Regions from separate parts of the Pan troglodytes genome. Here region 2 is linked to region 1. A link is a contact called in public HiChIP or PLAC-seq data. All regions are on one chromosome and are shown on one strand. The core of a region is the stretch at or near the end of the contact, and the rest is flanking DNA. Distances in the headings are between cores, read along the strand shown. Region 1 holds the start of SYS1 (SYS1 golgi trafficking protein). Region 2 holds the start of DBNDD2 (dysbindin domain containing 2).

Region 1 (3,941 bases), core at 830-3,329:
AACCAAAACTAAACTAAAAGGCATCTTGATGTTTGGAGTCAGTTGTCCTGAATTTGAATCTCAGCTCTGCTCCCTGTGAGCTCTCTGACCTAGAGAGTCACACCACCTCCCCCCCAGCCTAGTTTCCTCCCCTATAAAAAGGGGACAATAGTTATATTTTCAGATTGTGAGAATTAAACAAGATCATGTAGGCACTTAAGAAACAGATGTTTTCTCAGAAACACTAGATCATGTGCATAATCAGGGAACTAGAGGAATTTGAATACATATTTGTTGGACTGAATTGAGGTGCCTAAAAGAATGGTTGAGCTGGAAAGCACCTAAGAAATCTTTGGGCCTTAATAACTCCCAAACTGGAGTCCAGGGGAACTGTTCAGGGTATTTCCAAATGATAAGGACAATCGCACATTCTCAATAAAGTCTCAAGTTTCTTTACTTCTGTCTGGAATTGTATCAGCTCAAGGTGATAACACGGCTATCACAAGCTGTTCAGAAATTCTGATTGGCAGTTACATGGCTCTTTGATAAGTTTTTTTTTTTTTGAGACGGAGTCTCGCTCTGTCGCCCAGGCTGGACTGCAGTGGCGCAATCTCGGCTCACTGCAAGCTTCGCCTCCCAGGTTCACGCCATTCTCCTGTCTCAGCCTCCCGAGTAGCTGGGACTACATGCGCCTGCCACCACGCCCAGCTAATTTTCTGTATTTTTAATAGAGATGGGGTTTCACCATGTTAGCCAGGATGGTCTCGAACTCCTGACCTTGTGATCTGCCCGCCTCAGCCTCCCAAAGTGCTGGGATTACAGGCATGAGCCACTGTGCCCAGCCTAAGTTTTTTTTTAATGAGAAAATAATTACTGGAAGGTAGATTAAATGGTGGAAAACGTTAATCATGTCCAACTCCTCATTTCATAAACAGGGAAGCTGAGGTTTAAAGAAGGAAGTGGCTTGCTGGTCACACTGGGTGGCATAGCTGGCCCTAAAACCCAAATTCTTTTCCTGGAACCACTTACTTCCCGTCTTTCCACTCCAGAGAGGGGGAACCTAGGATCAATGAAGTTGATGGGTTTTCGTCTGCTGGAGTAGGAGTAAGTGAGTTATCGATTTGCTCTTGCTTTTTCTGTTCTTAACTCATTCAGCAAATATCTACTGACTGTCCACTATTCGGATTTGGAAGATAGATAAAACAGTCATGGCAGCAGAGAGGGTCAGGATTTACTCCTATGTGCGACTTCAGAACCTGTGCCTTTTTCCACTGGACACCCACATTTTAAAACACCCACTACTCTGCCTTCTAATATAGTTCATCTGTGTCTCAGGGCAGGGGCTGTCTTATATATACATGTTCTAGCCTTCCTGCCACCCAGTAGGTGCGAAATCAATGTTGTAGTGTTGAGGAAACACTTGAATTTTATTTATTTATTTATTTATTTAGAGACGGAGTTTTGCTCTTGTTGCCCAGGCTGGAGTGCAATGGCGTGATCTCGGCTCACCGCAACCTCTGCCTCCCGGGTTCAAGCAATTCTCCTGCCTCAGCCTCCCGAGTAGCTAGGACTACAGGCGTGCGCCACCACGCCCCGCTAATTTTGTATTTTTAGCAGAGACGGGGTTTCTCCATGTTGGTCAGGCTGGTCTCGAAACACCGACCTCAGGTAATCCGCCCACCTCAGCCTCCCCAAGTGCTGGGATTACAGGCGTGAGCCACCGCGCCCGACCAACACTTGAATTTTAATCCTTACTTTGCTACTAACTGTGTCGTTGAAACAGTATGTTGCTTTCCTTCTCTGGCCCTTAGCTTAACTATCTGTACAGCGGGAACATTGGCAAACTCCTACGTGGAGGAGCTTGCAGGTCCACTTCAAGTTATCAGACTCTAACTAGGAGAAAACATTGAGAATTTAGGCTGAAAATAACGACACAGTTTATCACCTCGTTAATTCCCAAACATCATTACCGCGTCCTAAGCCACCCCACTTCCCTCTCCCCTAGCCGCCTTCCTTTAAAAAAAGAATTCCCCTCTAGAGGGCGCGCAAGCTCTGCGGCCTTCGTTCCTCTCTTCCGTTTGCCTTCACTCTTCCTTCTGCGCATGTGCTCAGTTCGCTCTCCGGCTGCTTGTACCTGGTTCAGGAGGTTCAGGCAGAGGTTGCACCCACTACGCCTGCGCAACCTCAGCCCCGCCCCTCCGCTGCTTTCCCCGGAAACGTTTCTTTCCTACGCAGCCGCTCCTGCCGCTGTGGTCGCTGGAGCTTTGCCTCTCTAGGCCGGCAGCGCCTCTCCTCCATGGTCCTGTCTGTCAGCGCTGTTTTGGGAGCCCGCCAGTGAGGCCGGGCCACGCTCAGACACTTCGATCGTCGAGTCTGTCACTGGTGAGTAGACCCCAGAGGAGCTCGTGTACGGGCGGGGGCCGCGCAGGCGGAATGGGCTGGATTTCCCCTCACTCTGAGAATGGGTCTGTCCGCCCCGCCTTCCCCCTGACTCTTGGAATGGGCTCACCCCTTGGTTCCAGTCCCTCCTCCCGGGCGGGGCGACGTTGCCATGGAGACGGGCCGCTGGCTGAGGCCCGGCTCGTGTCCCTGCAGGGCATGGCGGGTCAGTTCCGCAGCTACGTGTGGGACCCGGTGCTGATCCTGTCGCAGATCGTCCTCATGCAGACCGTGTATTACGGCTCGCTGGGCCTGTGGCTGGCGCTGGTGGACGGGCTAGTGCGAAGCAGCCCCTCGCTGGACCAGATGTTCGACGCCGAGGTAGGGTCCCCGGACTGGGGCGGGTGGGGTCTCGGCCTCCCCGAGTAGGCTTTGTGGTCCATCACTACTGTGGTGTAGACGTGGCTGGGTCACCTTCTTTCTTTGTAGCCCTGGGAAAGGGATTTCACCTTTCTGAGCCTCAGCTGCCTCATCCATAAAATGGAATGACAGCAGAGGCTGATTAGTACAAAGAAAAGGGCCTGGATGTTAATACAATAAACACGTCTGTGTTCCAGGCAACTCTGATACATTTCCTTTCTGATACTCTGGGAAAGTGACTTGATTTCTCTGAGCTAGGTTGTCAGGTGCCACATCGGAGAGAGGGGTGGATAAAAGAGCATTCATGCGGGTACAGTGGAAACTGCCTGGACTTTGGGGTCAGACAGGCGTCCGTTTAAGATCCACTTACTAGCTGTGTGACCTGGGGCAAATGTCACCTCTGTGAACTTGTTTTCCTGTCTTCAAAACCATGAGACTAGTTGCAGAGAGGTCGTGGACTGCAATATAAAGAGCATGTGCTTTGGGTTCAGAAAAGCAAGGGTTCAGTCTAGGCCTAAACATATAAAACTAGCTGTGGGACCTTGGGCAAGTTGCTTCCCCTTTCTGAGCCTTTTCTGAAAAGTGGGCTGGATGCTCCTACCATGTTGCCCTCAACAAAATGTTACAAGGCCCAGAGGGGTTTAGGAATAAGAAGGTACTTTGTAAAGTGTAAAGGAGGCCTATAAGTTGTTACATCTAAGAGGCAGCTGTGGCGTGGTGATGAGCACAGTTCTTAAAGCCAGGAGACCTAGGATGGAGTCCTTGCTCCTGCTGCTTGTTCTCTGTGTTAGCCCTTGGGCAAGTTATTATCCAAAAAGTGAGAAGAATTAAAAGAAGAAGAATGGCTTTGTGAGGTTTTTTTAGGGATAATATGAGATTATGTATGTCAAAGACCTTTCTTTGTCAGCTGAAAGTGTGGTGCAGATGTTTGGCATTTGATAGTATTGTGTTGGATAGTGGAGGTTGCACACCCACCATATGCCTAGTTGTAGTCTCGTAGGAGACTCTATCCTCCTGGGAAGAGCTGTGGGAATGCCAGGCTTTGTTGAAGAGCCATATGATGCACACAACCTGAGTTCTAGCCTAGGGATCAGCAAACCTTTCCTTTAAGGGTGAAGTAGTAAGGATTTTAGGTCACAATTATTCAGCTCTGCCATTGTAGC
Region 2 (3,941 bases), core at 744-3,243, 44 kb after region 1:
CCAACAATTTTTAAAAACTGTTATTAGTTTGATAATGATGCTCTTCCCAGGTTTCTGCATCCTAGATGGAAGCCGGAGTCTCAAGCCGTCTACCTTTTCACGGTGCTATTCAACGTTTTGGCCACCTACTCCTGGCCTGCTGCTTGGGTCTTTCTTTTGGGTGACACCCTTCCAGCTTAGCCCCCTGAAATATTTTCAGGTTAGATGTTTCCCCCTCTCCATTCCTTCTTTATGGCAAATATCTGACAAAGAGAAGGGACAGAGGTTCCTGATCTTTCTTCATCTTGGGCTCAAAATAATCCATGGAGTCGTGTTCTGAAGGATACATCTGGGCCAGGCGCAGTGGCTCACGCCTATAATCCCAGCACTTTGGGAGGCTGAGGTGGGCAGATCACTTGAGGCCAGGAGTTCAAGACCAGCCTGGCCAACAGGGCAAAAACCCCCCTCTACCAAAAATAGAAAAATTAGCCAGGCATAGTGGAGTGCACCTGTAATTCCAGCTACTCAGGAGGCTGAGGTGGGAGAATTGCTTGAATCCAGGAGGTGGAGGTTGCAGTGAGCTGAGATCGTGCCACTGCACTCCAGCCTGGGCAACAGAGCAAGACTCTGTCAAAAAAAAAAAGGGATACATCTCTGAAAATGGGGACATGACTGGGAGTGAGCTAAGCTCTTATCCACTGTACTCCTGACTTGGCCCTCATTTTCTGTGCTAGAAAATTAGATGAAGTATCTACTCTATCCATTAATGAGAAATAAGAATCAAACCAACCCAATGAAATAGTTCTTAGAAGATGAAAACTACAACAGGATAAAAGGGGAACAGGCACAGGATAAAAGGGTTGTAAGCACAGTCTCTGGAGGCAGTCTACCTGGGCTTAAATTCCAGGTCCATCACTTACTAGCTGTAGGGCCTGGGACAAGTTCCTTCACCTCTCTGTATCTCAACTTCTGTATCTGTAAAGTGGAAACAGCAAGAGGATTAAAAGGATTAATTTTTGTAAAGCACTTATAATAGTGACTGGCACATAATAAGCTCTGTGGAAGTGTTAACAATTAGGGCTTACTTCCTATAATTTCAGAAATTTGTGGAAGAGAGCAGTTCCCTCCCTTTCTCAGAACCCATTACCATCAAAACAGCTAACGATTACTGAGCATTTCCAAAGTGCCCAAGTCCTGTAACTAACCATTTTATATAAATTATCTTATAAGAGGGAGGGATTAATTATTCCTCTTTAGTAGGTAAGAGATCAAGGATCAGAGAAGTGTTTACCCAGCTGGCTAGAGGAATCAATAGGTTTACAACCCAAGAGGGTCTGACTGCATTGCCTGTGCTCTTAACCATTGCATTTGTTGCCTCCCACAAACTAGTTTCCATGCTTGTAAACTAGTGGGAAAGTTGCATGCTGTATTTATCTCACAGGGTTGTTTTGAGATCCCAATAATGTTAAGAGGCAGTGCTTTAGTGTACAGAGTGCTGGTCCCCTGACAGGGAAACCTGAATGTGTCAATGATTTGTTCACACTTCCCTCCCACTGCACATGCCCTTCTCCCTCTTTTCTGCTTGTTGAACTCATGTCTTCAAGACTTAGCTCAGATATCAGCGTCCAGATTTTATTCTAATAGTGGAGAAATTTAGGCAACGCCGCGTGGCGGGGGGGTCGAGGGGGGCACACCAGACTTGTGTTCTGAAATGACAGCTGACTTGTAATGCAGGGAATGGAGTGTAGCCGGGCCAGAATGAGTACAAGAAAACCAGATAGAAGGTTACTGCATTAGGAGCCCAGGCGGGAGGTGGTGGGGCAAACGGAAGGAATGGTGGACTGGAAAGATATTTAGGAAAGAGAATCGACAGGAAATGGAGGTGTATTTTAATATGGGCAGCGAGGGAGAGGGAGGTGGCAAGGATGACTCCTAGTTCCTGACTTGCTCGCGGATGTTTGTCGAATGAATGATCCAGTGACCCCAAGGCAGAAGTATCTCAGAGAGATCCCCCCACTCCCCTCCCCGCACCCGTCACCACGCTGCCTTCGGAGCTCTGACCGTAAGGGGGTGGATGGAAGGCAGGAGGAAGGGAATGGCCACGGAGTCTTGGTCCAGGAGCTGCTAGACTGGACACTTCTAGCACTGGTCTGAGCCAGGAGACGCTGCGAAAAGAGGGCAAACGTTTCTCCTCTCGCAGTTGCCGCCTCGCCCCTCCACCCCCGCCTGGCCAGCAGCGCAGCGCCCCTCTTAGCACCGTGGAGGTGCTGGCTCCTTGCCGGCGTCGGGGGGCGCGGCGTAGCGGCCCACCCTTCCAGCTCTGACCCGCCCGGCCGGCCCGGCGCCCACCCCGCCCAGTGTGCTTGGTAGGTTGGGCGGCGGCTCTGTCTAGTCCCAGAGCCAGGAATCAGGGGCAGCCGGGCGAGTCCCAGGGCAGGGGTCCTCCGCCGCCTTGCACCTGCCCTGCTGGGCGGCACCGGGTCAGTGCCCTGCCCCCTCCTGCGGGTCCCAACTCTCTCTTTCCCATCGTGCGTCCTCTGGAGAAGTGCGCGCGTGTAAGTGTGGCAAGTGTGGCCAAGGGTGCCGGAGGCAGGGTTCGGGTGCGTAGTCGTTGCGTGGGCGCTGCCCAAAAGGCGCAGAGCATCAAGTGTGCGTGGGCAGAGCCGGCGCGGGCGCCCGCCGCGGGTCTGCGCGGGGCGGGGGCGCAGCAAGTGCATCCGAGCGAGCGGAGACTAGCGCACCGGCGTCGGTGGCGAGGGTGGTGCAGAGGAGCCCGGCTGGGCGGAGGGAGGAAGGATGGGTGCGGGTAACTTTTTGACCGCCTTGGAAGTACCAGTAGCCGCGCTCGCAGGGGCTGCCTCCGACCGCCGGGCGAGCTGCGAGCGAGTGAGCCCGCCACCGCCCCTCCCCCACTTCCGCCTCCCGCCTCTTCCTCGTTCCCGGCTCCCAGGGCCCGTCGGTCCCCCGGGAGCCCTGGAGGCGCAGCCCCACCCCGGCCGACGCGGCTCGCTCCCACGCCCCCGCCGCGGCCTCGCTGGAGCGGACGGACTGAGTCAGAGGGGGCGCCAGCGCTGCAGGTAGGGGCTCCGGCGGCGGTGGGCGCAGGTGCCGCGGTGGACCGCGGAGGGGACCGGAGCACGAGGGGAACGGCCTTGGGGGAGCGCCCTCCCCCCGTCCTCCGCCGACGCCTCGTGTCCCTTTTTAGGGAATTTTTTCCCTCTTGCTGGCTCCAGTGCGGGTGGGGCTGAGACCGAGAGGGAGTTCTCCATTTCGCTGGCTCCTGCCCGGCCCCTGGCAGCCTCCTGCCCCCAAATCTCTTCACCCCCTTTCCAGTACCTATAGGTCGCGTAAACAACTCCCTTTCTCCAGCTCTGGGCTCCGCGGCCCCCCGGGGGACAGCTCCTTCAGTCTCGTGAGATCGGTGGGGTTAGGGGGAGGGGAAAAGAGAGGGGGTGTCCCAGAGCCCCTGGCTCCCGTCAGCTCCCCCACCTCGGCCTCTCCCTCCCCCTCCTCGCTGCTGGAGCACAGGCTCCAGGGGCCCTGGGTATTTTTAGCGTTGTGACCTGGGCGGCAGCTCTAAGAGCCTTTCCCGGGAATCGGCGTCAGCGCCTCGCTCCTCCGCCGCCAGCCCGCGGCCGCACGGTCTCCCCAGACTTCCGTGGCCCTGCCTTGGCCAGTCGGGGTTGGGTCCCTCTCCACCTCTGTGGCGCCCGTGGAGCTGGCCAGGGTCTGGGATACGCTGGGTGCAGATGAGGTGGGGAAGGCAGTCTGCGGAGGATGACGTCTGATCCTCAAGCTAGAAACTCCCTTGCCTCTGGTGATGGGCTCAGAGCAGAACGCCGGGAAGATGAGCGAATGGGAGTGAATGCACCGACCTGGGCTGGCCCATAGCCTCAGTGCTCTGGCAGGGTCTCAGCTTCTCAGCCCTAGGGGTCAGGAGGCCTGCTCTGAACTGGACCCAG

What was found. HiChIP or PLAC-seq counts read pairs in DNA pulled down with a chosen protein or histone mark.
Region 2: an H3K4me3 HiChIP or PLAC-seq map of stem cell-derived excitatory neurons shows a contact between it and region 1, with 2.1 times the contacts expected there. The contact joins the promoter of DBNDD2 here to the promoter of SYS1 in region 1.

Annotation. Positions count from the first base shown.
Region 1 is chr21:51,615,304-51,619,244 of NHGRI_mPanTro3-v2.0_pri, forward strand. SYS1 (SYS1 golgi trafficking protein) reads left to right here and starts at 2,080. Exons shown (of 4, transcript NM_001246408.1): 1 at 2,080-2,361; 2 at 2,575-2,739. The coding sequence starts at 2,578.
Region 2 is chr21:51,659,879-51,663,819 of NHGRI_mPanTro3-v2.0_pri, forward strand. DBNDD2 (dysbindin domain containing 2) reads left to right here and starts at 1,994. Exons shown (of 4, transcript XM_024352109.3): 1 at 1,994-2,345.